Linked DNA regions of Mus musculus: region 2 is linked to region 1. A link is a contact called in public promoter capture Hi-C data. All regions are on one chromosome and are shown on one strand. Each heading gives the region's core, a stretch centred on a gene start, on an enhancer-like site or on the middle of the called end of the contact. The rest is flanking DNA. Distances are from core to core; before and after follow the strand shown. Region 1 holds the start of Zkscan16 (zinc finger with KRAB and SCAN domains 16). Region 2 holds the start of Dnajc25 (DnaJ heat shock protein family (Hsp40) member C25).

What was found. Capture Hi-C pulls out chosen DNA fragments and counts their contacts.
Region 2: a promoter capture Hi-C map of liver shows a contact between it and region 1. The contact joins the promoter of Dnajc25 here to the promoter of Zkscan16 in region 1. A contact is called at or near these places in 3 of 39 promoter capture datasets (erythroid cells, hippocampal neurons and macrophages), 4 of 484 Hi-C or Micro-C datasets (germinal center B cells, nephron progenitors, pre-B cells and 1 more), 4 of 115 datasets of contacts at active chromatin or transcription factors (CD8 T cells, the SCID.adh cell line and embryonic stem cells) and 3 of 9 other capture datasets (adipose tissue, liver and pancreatic islet).

What each region holds. Positions count from the first base shown.
Region 1 is chr4:58,940,028-58,945,947 of GRCm38.p6, reverse strand. It overlaps Zkscan16 (zinc finger with KRAB and SCAN domains 16), which reads right to left and starts at 2,320. Exons shown (of 6, transcript NM_001099323.3): 1 at 2,290-2,320.
Region 2 is chr4:58,998,300-59,004,500 of GRCm38.p6, reverse strand. Dnajc25 (DnaJ heat shock protein family (Hsp40) member C25) reads right to left here and starts at 1,308. Exons shown (of 4, transcript NM_001033165.3): 1 at 944-1,308. The coding sequence starts at 1,270.

The DNA.
Region 1 (5,920 bases), core at 1,071-3,570:
AAAACATTGATTTTTTTTTTATTACACACGAACCCCCCTTCCACCTATACCCATATATTTAGAGGTTCAGAAAAGCTCCGCCCAACCAACTATTCTACTAAAAGAAGACTCTTTATGGAATAAAAACTGAAGAGTTAAATAAAGATAATTAAATATACTCTGGCCGGGTAGTGGTGGCGCACGTCTTTAATCCCAGCACTTGGGAGGCAGAGGCAGGCAAATTTCTGAGTTCCAGGCCAGCCTGGTCTATAGAGTGAGTTCCAGGACAGCCAGGGCTAGACAGAGAAACCCTGTCTCAGAAAAACAAAACAAAACAAATAAATATATTCTGCAAGCAGACAGTTACTTCAGAATTAATACTACTCACATACAAAATGAATGGAAGATCTCCCTGGTTCCAAGTGATTCGGGCACAAACCTATTTAACAGGTCCTGTCCTCTTTCAACAAACACATTTCCTACCAGTCACTCAACTCTGAAACCTGATTTCATATTCTACTACCAAATTTCTCCTCCCTAGTCTTACTTTTCATATAGTAAATAACACACTAGACTCTCTCTACCTTAACATTTATTTTATGCGTCTGAGTGTTTTGCCTGCCTGTGTGCATGTGTACCACAAGTGTGCCTGGTGCCCATGGAGGTCAGGGGGTGGCATTGGCTCCCTGGAGCTGAAGATACAGAAGGCTGTGAGCTGCCATGTCTGAGATCGGAACTGGATCTGAGTCCTCTGGAAGAGCAACAGGTGCTCTGAACCTTAGAGCTTCTCTTGTAAGTCTAGTTGTCTTCAATCCACTCTTGAGCTGTAGCCAAAGGATTTCTCCTAATTCTCAAAAGCCGATCCTGTCATTTCCCTGCCTGGAAGCCCTTAACAGGGTCCACCAAGACCAAGTTCAAAGCAGAGGGCACAAAGAATAATCTTAAGATTTGCCTGGATACCTCATAGATCGACACTGCAGCCATACAGAAACCACACACAAAAAACCACACACAGAAATACCACACACAAACTCTCTCTGTCTTTTACACCAGCGAGATTCCCGCCCCCTCATCACTTGGAATGATGCCTTCCTACTCCTAACAATCCTTTGCTCATTCTTCCCAACAGGGCTCCTGGGTCTCAGGGGTGAAGAGCATTGCGGCTTTAGCAGAGGAACCCATAATCAATTCTATTCCTGTCACCTATATAGCAGCCCACAACCATCTGTAACTCCAGTTTCAGGGAATCCAACACTCTCTTTTCTGACAATCGCACAGTGCAGATATACATGCAGGCAAAACACTCATAAACACAAAATAAAACCAGGGCTGGATACTGCTCAGTGATAGAACACTTGCCTAGCATGTGGTTTCAACCCTCATTAACCCCCACCCCCACCCCCACCCCACCAGCGGTTGGGGGAACCTCACAGGAACCATATCAAAAACAAAAGCTCCGACTCTTCTCTGTTGACAGGCCACCACCATCGAGTGAAATTCCTTTTGATCTCTAAATGATCTTTTGCACACAGCCTAGCCTGTGCTGCTTGCATTCATTCATACCATAAATGACTGGGATCTATAAAGATGGGAATGGGCACTGTGGGGACAGGCCTGTAGAGATCACTTACATCTCAGAAATAGGACCCGAGATGTACCACTATTTGGCAGGATATACTAGCCTCTTATTGCAATTAACATAGCATTAACCATCCACCTCAGGACCCGACACCCAGCACGCGAGATGTCATTTATTTCTTTGCTAACCATCAGGCGCCCACCATGTCACCTGGCACCCCTTTGGGTACCTGGGACTCCGCAGTGACTGAGACATGCGCAGCTGCTTCAACAGAGGCTCTGTGAAAATGTGACGCAGGTACTGGTTCCCAACGCGTAGGAGAAAGTCAGCGGCAATTTACCCCACAGGTGTCAGCTGGCAAAGCCTGGAGACCTCCAGCTTATTAGGAACGCGGAGGAAGGACGATCCAGGTTTCTGATTGATACAGCCAGAGACGCTGTTCAACATCTAATAAAAGGATCAAACGCATACACATACATTCACGCGAGCAGACACACCAAAGAATTATATGGCTCAAAATACCAATGGTGGCGAAGTTTTCAAGACTTGAGCACAGGGTGGTATGGAAGGACGGGAAGGCGCGGTGCTGCTGAAGTGCACGCCCCCGCAGCTGCAGCTGCAGCGCAGCGCGCCTGGTGCGAGGGACGCTCTGGGTCCCAATCCGCCCAAGGCGTGCGCTCGGAGCCCACAACCCGCGCAGCCCCGAACCGAACGGCGGAAAGCACCAATACCTGCACCAGCATCCGCAGCCAGCTGCACCGCAATAAGCGTTCAGAACCTTGTCCCGCAGCAGCTGCGCGCGCAAGACTTCGGGACCCACTGCGCCTGCGCAAAGGCTAGGAACTACGATTCCCGGGGTCCGCTGGCCTGGATTTCAGAAACTCCAGTGCTTTCCATAGGCTATTATCTGGCCTGTTGCGCATGGTCACAGAAAAGCGTCTGGGGGGCTCAGCTGCTAAATTATTGCTGCGCCAGAGGCTTAGAGGCCTAGAACACACTTAGGTTTTTAGATCTAAGCAGTCCGGCATCCACAGTAACCTTAAATCTTCCTCAGCTTCTCCCAGCACCACTGTTCATTAGAATGCAAAGTTGCAAAAAATCCACTGAGGAAACATTAGGGATGCCTTTAATGTAAACCATAAGTAACACAGCAAAAACACTATACAAATGTCATCCTCTGGCTTCCACACCTGCCACCATGGTCCAAGGGCAAGCACCCTACACAAAGCTTTGCCTGCACTGTTGCAATAGCTTCTTCGTTTCCCCCCTTGTCCATCACTTATACCATGTCTAGGCAGATTATGTCCCTCCCAAGGAAGGACTGCTCAAAACGCTAGTATCTTAGTTACTTGCTCTTTTACTGTGATAAAATACCCTGACAAAGGCAACCAAGGAGGAAAGGGATTTATTTCAGCTCGCAGCTCAAGGTACGGTCCTCATGGCAGGGAAGTCAAGGCGTCAGGAGCCTGAGGCAGCTGGTCACGTGGCATCCACAACCATGAAGCAATGAGCTGTGGATGCATGCTGGTGCTCATGTCCCTTTCTCTACTTATACAATCTAGGATTTCCTGCCCGGGAAATGGTGCCACCCACAGCAGGCAATCAAGATAATCCCACATAGGCATGCCCATAGGCATGTCTACCAAGTGATTCTAGAGGTGGTTTAACTGATAATGGAAGATAGAGCCGTGGCATCCCAGTATCCCAGAGATGATAGTAGTACTGGAATGTGGAGACATACAGCAGCCATTGATGGGCAGGAGCAAGTTAACACAAGTGAGGCAGATCACATTTAGTAAAGATGACCACATCAGCATCTATATCTACTCTAGAAGATTGTCCTACAAGTATACTGCTGATGTAACTCCTTTGAGAGCAGTTTCTAGATTTTTGAAATTAGGGTGACGGCTCTTAGCTCATAAAGTCCAGAAATGGGCCGAGGGTGCTGTTTAATGGTACTGCAGCTGCCAAAGAGCATGAAGTTTGCTTCTGCGTTTGCTTCAGATGGAGGGTGGGGTGTTCATTTGAATGTTTAAAAGCAGGATCCATCCATCATACAACCCAAGTTTTTTTGTTTTGTTTTGTTTGTTTTTATTATTTTTAAAAGATTTTATTTATTTATTTTCTTACTTATTATATATATATATATATATATATATATATATATATATATATGATGAGTGCACTGTAGCTGTCTTCAGACACACCAGAAGAGGGCATTGGATCCCATTGCAGATGGTTGTGAACCACCATGTGGTTGCTGGGAATTGAACTCAGGACCTCTGGAAGAGCAGTCAGTGCTCTTATCCACTGAGCCATCTCTCCAGCCCTTGTTTTTAACTTATAACAAAGTGGAATTGTTATTATCTCCATACCCTGAATTTTAAATTCTCCTAACTAGAACAGATAGTGTGTACTCTTTATATAAAGATGGCTTCTTTCATTCACTATTATGCCTATGACATCTGTCAAAATTGTTGCTTATGGTTATGAACTAGCTGATCTCATTGCTGCATGGCATTCCCCTGTGATTAGTTATTTACATTAGTTTCCTGTTTATACAGCTCATAACTCAGCACCTGTTCTGCTACATGGATAGGGAAGGAAGTACATATGTATGCTTATGTGTGTCTTTGTAAAGGGCTGACTGGTTTTCTAAAGCCCTTCTAGAACAGTGGTTCCCAGCCTGTGGGTCAAGACCCCTTTAGGGTTGAACAACCATTTCATAGGGGTTGCCTAAAACCATCAGAAAACACAGATATATTATTATTCATAACAGTAGCAAAATTACAGTTATGAAGTAGCAATGAAAATGAATTTATGGTTGTGGGTCAGCACAACATGAGGAACTGTACTAAAGGGTGGCAATGTTAGGAAGGTTAAGGACCATTGAGCTAGATCAACCTGAAACTGAAAAGCCAAGGGCCTGCCTACTCCTCCCACCTATGTTACAGGAAAAAAAGATGTTGTTCCAGGAATCGTTCGTGAACCCCAAAGACCACCAAGGAGCCGTTTCTGATGTATTAGGGTTTCTTTATTACAAGCTTGGGCTTGGGCTCTCCTCCAACCTAATCCTGACACAGCAGGATGGGCAGGGAAGGCAGAGCAGCCTCGAACCCTCAGCAGGACAAGGTTTTATAGGAAAATAGGAGCAAGTAAGGGGGTGAGGAGGGGTGTCCAGTCTGGCAAGCATCTAATAAAATGACTATAAACCGACAGGTGGGTGCTCTGAAGCAAGACTGTATACATTCACAAACGGTCTTAAAGTGCATCTGAAACAACCAGACTAATCTTTGATTAACTGTTACTAGGAAGTCGTTAGGGAGTAACTCTGGCCAAGGACAAGCCATGAGGTCCTTCCTGGTACGTGGGTCAGCTTGGGTTCTGTTGTAGGTCAAGTTCGCAGGATTTTTTTTTTCTTTTCTTTTAGATGGAGGCTGGTCCCAAGATAGAGTGGGTTTGGCCTCTCAAAGACAGTGCAGAAAAGAGGCATGCCCAAGGTCACTTAGACAGCAGCAAAGTGGCAGCCAATCAGCTCTGCACAGAAAAAAGCCTTTGGGGAGAGGAATCCTCATCCATACTTAGAAAAAAAAGGACAAGACTGGATCTTAGTCGATAGTATTGGACAGGTGAGTTTTATTTGTTGGCTTGCTTTAAAAAAAACTTGCTTATTTTCATTTTATGTTTATGGGTATTTTGCCTGCACTTTTAGTGCCTTTGAAAGCCAGGAAAGGGTACCTGATCTCCTGGGACTGGAGTTGCAGGTGGCTGTGAGCTGACAGGTAGGAGCTAAGAACAGAATCCAGGTCCTTTGCAAGAGTAACTAGTGCTCGTAACAACTGAGCCACCTCTCCAGCCTCTGCTTGCTTTTGTGGTCCATGCTGGCCTTTAATGTATAGCCAAGGGTGATAATCATAAACTTCTGACCCTCAGACCTCTACCTCCTGAGTGCTAAGACTGCAGGCAGGTGCCACCATGCTGGGTGTATGGGATGCTAGAGCTTGAAGCCAGGGCCTTATGTATACTTAAAAAAAAAAAACAAAAACAAAACACTCTATCTACTAAGCTACCTCCCTAGTTCTGCGGCAGTTGTTGCAAAACTTGATATTAGTTGAACACAGTGGTGCACATCTGTAATTCTAGCACTCAGGTTGCAGCAGAAAGATCATGTGTTTGAAGCTAGCTTGGGAAACATGGTGAGACCCTATCTCAAGGCAAAACAAAACTCCAGCTGTTGCTATTGTTTGCTCCAAATGCTGTCTAATAAAGTAGAGTGTCATTTCTAAATGACACGTTGACATAGCTTATCTTAGGCTGCCTCTTAGGTATCTCCTTAGGACTTGGAGGGTTCATGGCATCCAG
Region 2 (6,201 bases), core at 59-2,558, 60 kb before region 1:
AATTTGACTCCGAATTGCCAACTCTGTAAAGCTAATCTGGAGGACTAATCCACCATTAATGGTAATACAGCTATCCAAAGTAGTCATTACAAGAAGGCTGGAAAACAAAACAACAACAACAACAAAAACCTAGGAAAGAGACACAGCTATGATGGAAACACGGCTATGACTGACGCTGCAGTCTTCCGATGGGGCTCTTGAAACAGAAATACCTCCCTCAAGCATGACATAACAGGTGATTTTTTTTTTTACATATACTGCAGTAATCAAAGAAAAGGGGGTCAAGCTAAATCCTCCTACATGCACAGCAGGCAATAAAGCCTTTGTCAGATCACTACACACGTCCAAAAATTATTTTCCTACTAGGAATTCTCAATCTTCTGCCCCAAGTCAGAAACAACTATCCAAGGTCACTCAGGAGTTGTCAGAGCCAAAAGTCACAGTCCAGTTTTCGGACTGATAGTTCGCTGTTTGTGTGTGTGTGTGTGTGTGTGTGTGTGCGCGCGCTTCTAGATAAATGTCATTATTGACATTATCCCAGAGGCCAAACTTCTGTCCTATCAAATTGGCATGATCAGTTGTTAATACTCAGTATTTCAGACTTTTCTGTTCTATGTCCTATCTCAGATCCTAGCACTGACAATCACCCTGCTTTCCGAGCATGCACCTCAAGTAACCAGAATGCTTTTTACACCAAAAATAAAATAAGTGCAAAGCTTTGCATAACAACTGTCCAAAAACAGAACTGGCTGTCCTCCAAAACTGTCCTCGAGGAGGTGGCCATGCTGGCTAGCGGGCCAAGGTGGCTCATTCCACGGCCACGTGGGAAACGTGGACCTCCTAAAAGTCCAGGCGGCAGCAGTGTGCTGGGGTCGTAGAGGACCTGATCACCCGGCTAGGAGACCCAAATCCCCAGCCACCCATCAGCGCCCGCGAGCCTCACCTTGAGCGTCTCGTAGGCGGTCGCCACTAGCAGGAAAGCCTCGGCGCTCGGCGGCGCGCCCCCGGGGCCGTCCCCGGGCTCGGGCCGGTAGCGATCTGGGTGGTAGCGCCGGGCCAGCTGACGGTAGGCCCGCGCGATCTCCGCCTTGCTGGCCGAGCGGCTCACGCCCAGCACCTCGTAGCAGTCGCGCGTGCCGCAGTACAGCCCTTCCACCAGGGCCTCGGCGGGCCGCGCCAGCAGCGGGACCAGCAGCAGCGGCGCCAGCAGCAGCCATGGGCGCTGGCCGGCAGCCCCGGGTCCCCCGCGCAAAGCGAGCCGCGCCGCCATCCCCGCCTCGCTCGCCGCTCTGCCAGCACAGCGGCCGCGGCTGCTCTCCTCGGCGCCGGGCTCGGCCCCGCAGCCCGGTCCACGTCAGCAGGCCGCGCCTGTGCGCAGGCGCAGGGGGCGTGGCGCCGCAGCCACTTCCGTCCCCGCGCGTTGCTAGGAGAGAAGGACGCCTTAGCCTCGGGCGGCTTCTGTGTGTTGTGGAGCCTGGTAGTCTTAGTAGCTCAGCGGTCTTTTCTGAGGCAGGGGTAGGTGTCTGTCTGTCTGAAGCGCTCCTAGCCGCCTAGTGCGGCACAGTCCACACGCAGGACTAGCCACACGCCACCTTCTCGACCTCGCTACTTCATCCGCTGCCGTAGGAACTCTGGGCACTGGCATCCTGTCTCCAGGCCTGGACATTGCCCCCCCTCTAACCCAAACTGAAGATGAACTTAGACAATTGCACTGTCTCTCTCCCAGGAGCCCTGAAAGACCGTGGCCTTTTTGTTCTCTGTTTCTCTGCTTATTTATATTTTAGAGCAAACAATTATTTGCCCGGAGGATGTAAAACGTTTAGTAGTACCCCCATACGGTCCACAAAAGTGCCTGTAACACCATTATCCCTAATTGTGACAATCAAAATACAGCTTAAGATCTTGCAAATGCCTCCAGGGAAATCAGGAGGTGGAGTGGGGAGAGGACGTGCTCCATTAAGTTTAAATTTCAGATAAACCACAGTTTTTAAATGTGTAATTTATTTGTTGCTGTGACCAAATACCTGCAAGCAGCAACATCAAAGATGAAGGATTTATTTGGGTTTAGGGTTCTAGGGAATACGGCCCCCACAGTCCAGAAGGCCTGGCAACAAAGTTGCTAGTTACACATTATCTGAAATTAGAATAAAGGAATGAAAAGGGTGCCAAATTTATTTTCTCCTTTTTATTTGATCCAATGCCTCACTATGTATGATGGTGATGTGTCCATGTTGTTCTTACCTCAGTTACACCCTTCTGGAAAACAGCCTCACACACACTCAGAGATGTGTTTCCATGGTGATTCTAAATCCAGTCGGGTTGATAATGAATGACCAGTATATCCCACATGACTGACTTTATAGTTTCCCAGGTCTATGATGGCAACTGGCTAACAACTAATAGATAGGGATCTATCCATTGGGATTGGTCTGTACACCAAGTGAAGATTTGATAGACAATGTTAGATATTCAGGAAGAATACAATTAAATTTTTCTAGTATCAACATGGACTTTAGCCTCTATAAACCTCAATTATTTCATTTCAAATAAATTCAAAGTGAGCCAAAATACCAATACCTCTTTCAAGACGGGGAGTTTCTATTAATAGTCACATTTGCAGGTTTGACGAGTACTCACACTGTGGTGGTTTGAATAAGAATGGTTGCCACAGGCTCCGATACTTGAATGCTTAGTAGCCAGGGAGTGAGGGGATTCTTGGTAAGACTTGAGAGAGATGGTCTTGTTGGAGGTAGGCTTTTGAGTTTTTCAAAAGCCCACATCTGCTCCCCCTCACCCCCACTCTCTCTCTCTCATACACACACACACACACACACACACACACACACACACACATACACACACACACACACACACACACACACGGGGGGGGGAGAGAGAGAGAGAGAGAGAGAGAGAGAGAGAGAGAGAGAACTAAACCTGTGAAACTCTAAGCAAGACTCAATGCCTTCATTTATAAGAGCTGTCTTGGTCATGGTGTCTATTCACAGCAATAGAACAGCGACTAAGACAGCTAATTCGGACCACTGCAGGATGTCTCAGAATTAAAATTTTTCAAAGTGTAACCAGACGGTGATGGCGCACCATACCTTTAATTTCAGCACTCAAGGAGGCAGAGGTAGGCAGATCTCTATGAGTTTGACCATAGAGTGATCTACAGAATGACTTTCAGGACTGCCAGGGCTACACAGAGAAATCCTGTCTCAAAAAAAAAAAAAAAAAAAAAAAAAAAAAAAAAAGTAAAATAAAAAAGTTTCAGGGGCTGGTGAGATGGCTCAGTGGGTAAGAGCACCCGACTGCTCTTCCGAAGGTCTGAAGTTCAAATCCCAGCAACCACATGGTGGCTCACAACCACCCGTAATGAGATCTGATGCCCTCTTCTGGTGCGTCTGAAGACAGCTACGGTGTACTTACATATAATAAATAAATAAATAAATCTTTTAAAAAAAAGTTTCAAAGTATATATATATATGTATATATATATACACACACACACACACACACACTTTGGCTGATCTACAGTTACAGTTGTACACCAAGCTAGCCTTAAATTAATTTGTGGCAATCTTACCACCTCTGCCTCCTGAGTGCTAAGGTTAAAGCCTGAGCTATCCTGCCTGTCTTTTTTTTTTTTTTTTTGATGTGAGTACACTGTAGCTGTCTTCAGACCCACCAGAAGAGGGCGTCAGATCGCCTTACAGATGGTTGTGAGCCACCATGTGGTTGCAGGGAAGTGAACTTAGGACCTCTGGAGGAGCAGTCAGTGCTCTTAACCACTGAGCCATCTCTCCAGCCCTTATTGTTATTATTTTTAACAGTATTTTTTAGAAGCTGGCTTGAACACTGTTTTGAACTTCTTCCTGGTGATATTTATCATGTGTACCTCACTGCAAGTTGACTAATAACTGTCCTAATGATGCGAGAGACATGGTTAGTAGTGTGGAAACAATATCAATTTCATAGCTAGCACTATTTTTTAATTTAGCCAGACTTGTATGAACATAATCTCTTTGGCCTTCTCAACACATGCCCACTTTTTATGAAGAGGGAAGAGTTGTAAGTGATGTGCATCCCTGTAATCCTAGCACTCAAGATATAAAGATAGAGGATTGAGATATTGAGTCTAGCCTGGGCTACTTGGTACAATCTTTTTGAAAGAAAGAAAGAAAGGAAGGAAGGAAGGAAGGAAGGAAGGAAGGAAGGAAGGAAGGAAGGAAGGGAGAAAGAGGTTAATTTGTATTTTACCCTATTGTTTTTGAAATCCATCCACCTAAGAAGGAGAAAATTCTCCCTGTGTTAACTGCAATTCTCCTCATATCCAGCATTTGGCACCACTTAACTAACTAATCACCACAGGAAGCAAGTGGTCTTTCTGATTTCCCCACTCTTCTGGCATTCATATTTGGAATAAGCAAAACAATACTAGTCCACACAACCCATCCCTATTGTGCATCTATATACTGTATCCCCTGGACTATGGCTTCTTGCTTGTTGCCACTAGAAAGCCACAGAAAAATAGAGCTAGGCAGAGATTTTGAAGAGGAGTCTTCCTGGTCCTGTTTCCCCGCAGCTTGTTCCCATGCACCCAACAGACAGCATGCTGGTTCCCAAACTGTCCACCAGAGGGTGCTATCACTCCTGCACAATTTTGCACGTCTTCTGCCAAAAATCCATACTTTTAATGTTTGCCTAACCTTACTCAGAATCTATGAACTACTTTTCTAATTCCAAGAGAGTCAAATGAATTAAAGGAGAAATTTAAATTTAAAATCAACCCAGTGCCTACTCCTGGAAAATCTTCTATCAAGCTGAAAGCATTGATCTTTGTTTGTTTGTTTGTTTTGTGAGACCCCAACTTAGAGTGTTTCTCCCTGGAAGGTAAAGCCCCTGGACGTTCCCCAAGCTTGTTTTCCCTGATCTCTAAAAATACAGCTAGAAAAAAGCTCTTTGTTCTCTATAGCTAGCAAAAAGCCTTTTTGTTTCTATACTTTACAACTAGAGATGTAATAATTGTAAAAGACCCAGCCAGGCACTTGCCTGGCTTCCTGTGCCGAGGACACGGAGATAAAAATTCAGAAAGAACTCACTCCCCACTCCTTCTGCCTCATAAATTTCACCAAGGACACCCGAAAGAGCAGAACTCTGCCCAGCTTCTCCCACTCCTCCCAACTCCTCCCAATTCCTCAGCTAGCTGTTAAAAGCCCCCTACTGTCACCGCTAAGGGTTGAACTCCCCTGCCCTGCACAGTGGAAGGAGTTTGCATTAGGTGTGGTTTTCTCTCGAGTCATTGGGGTGCTGGCCAGCTCATCCCGGGACTTGAGCAGAGGCCCAGCTTCGGGGGTCTTACAGTTTTAGCTAACTATACTATTTAAACTCTGGCAGGTTTAATAGAGAAAAGATATTTGAAAGATCTCCTAATTTCAATTAAATCAGATTTGGTGACAGTTTCCTGAAATCTGCCCTGGCTGTTAAACACTGTATCCTTCTGAAACAAAACAAGCCTGGAACATGAAAAGAGATATGAATTCTTAAAAAGAGATAAACAAAAGATATACTAAGAGGATATCCACATCACTGAACAACAAATGATTCAGCTTTTCAGCCATGTCTGTGTCATTGCCAGATCCCTTGCTTATCAAGAAAATTTTATTGGCTGGTGATAGAGAAGGCTCAGTGAGTATCGGCACTTGCTACCAAGTCTGACAACTTCTTTGATCCCTGAGACCCACTCAGGGAAGGAAAGACTTCTACAAGAATGCTGTGGAATACACATGTGAATGTGCATGCACACAAGGGTACATGCTTGCACATACACACACACACACACACAATATGATTTTTTTTCTCCTGAAAGACCCTGTGCCCTCAAAGTCTTTGGCTCTGATCCCACGTCTAATTGAATGTAAGCAACCTAGACCACGTGAAGCATAAACTGTCACCACTGTCAAAATAAAAGTTTCAGCGAGACAGACAAAGGGTATTTTCAAGGGTGAGGATGTGAGGAGGAGGCTATGCCATCAGGACTCGGTGCCACACGGCTTAAGCTGAAAAAGAAGTGCTACGGGAACCTCCTAGCGCACTGTGTGACTAATCAAAGCAAAACAAAAGCAAGGGTAAAGTGGGAACCACCAGAAATGACCATTTAAATACCAGCACAAAATAAAACATCACCATCTGAGGTGA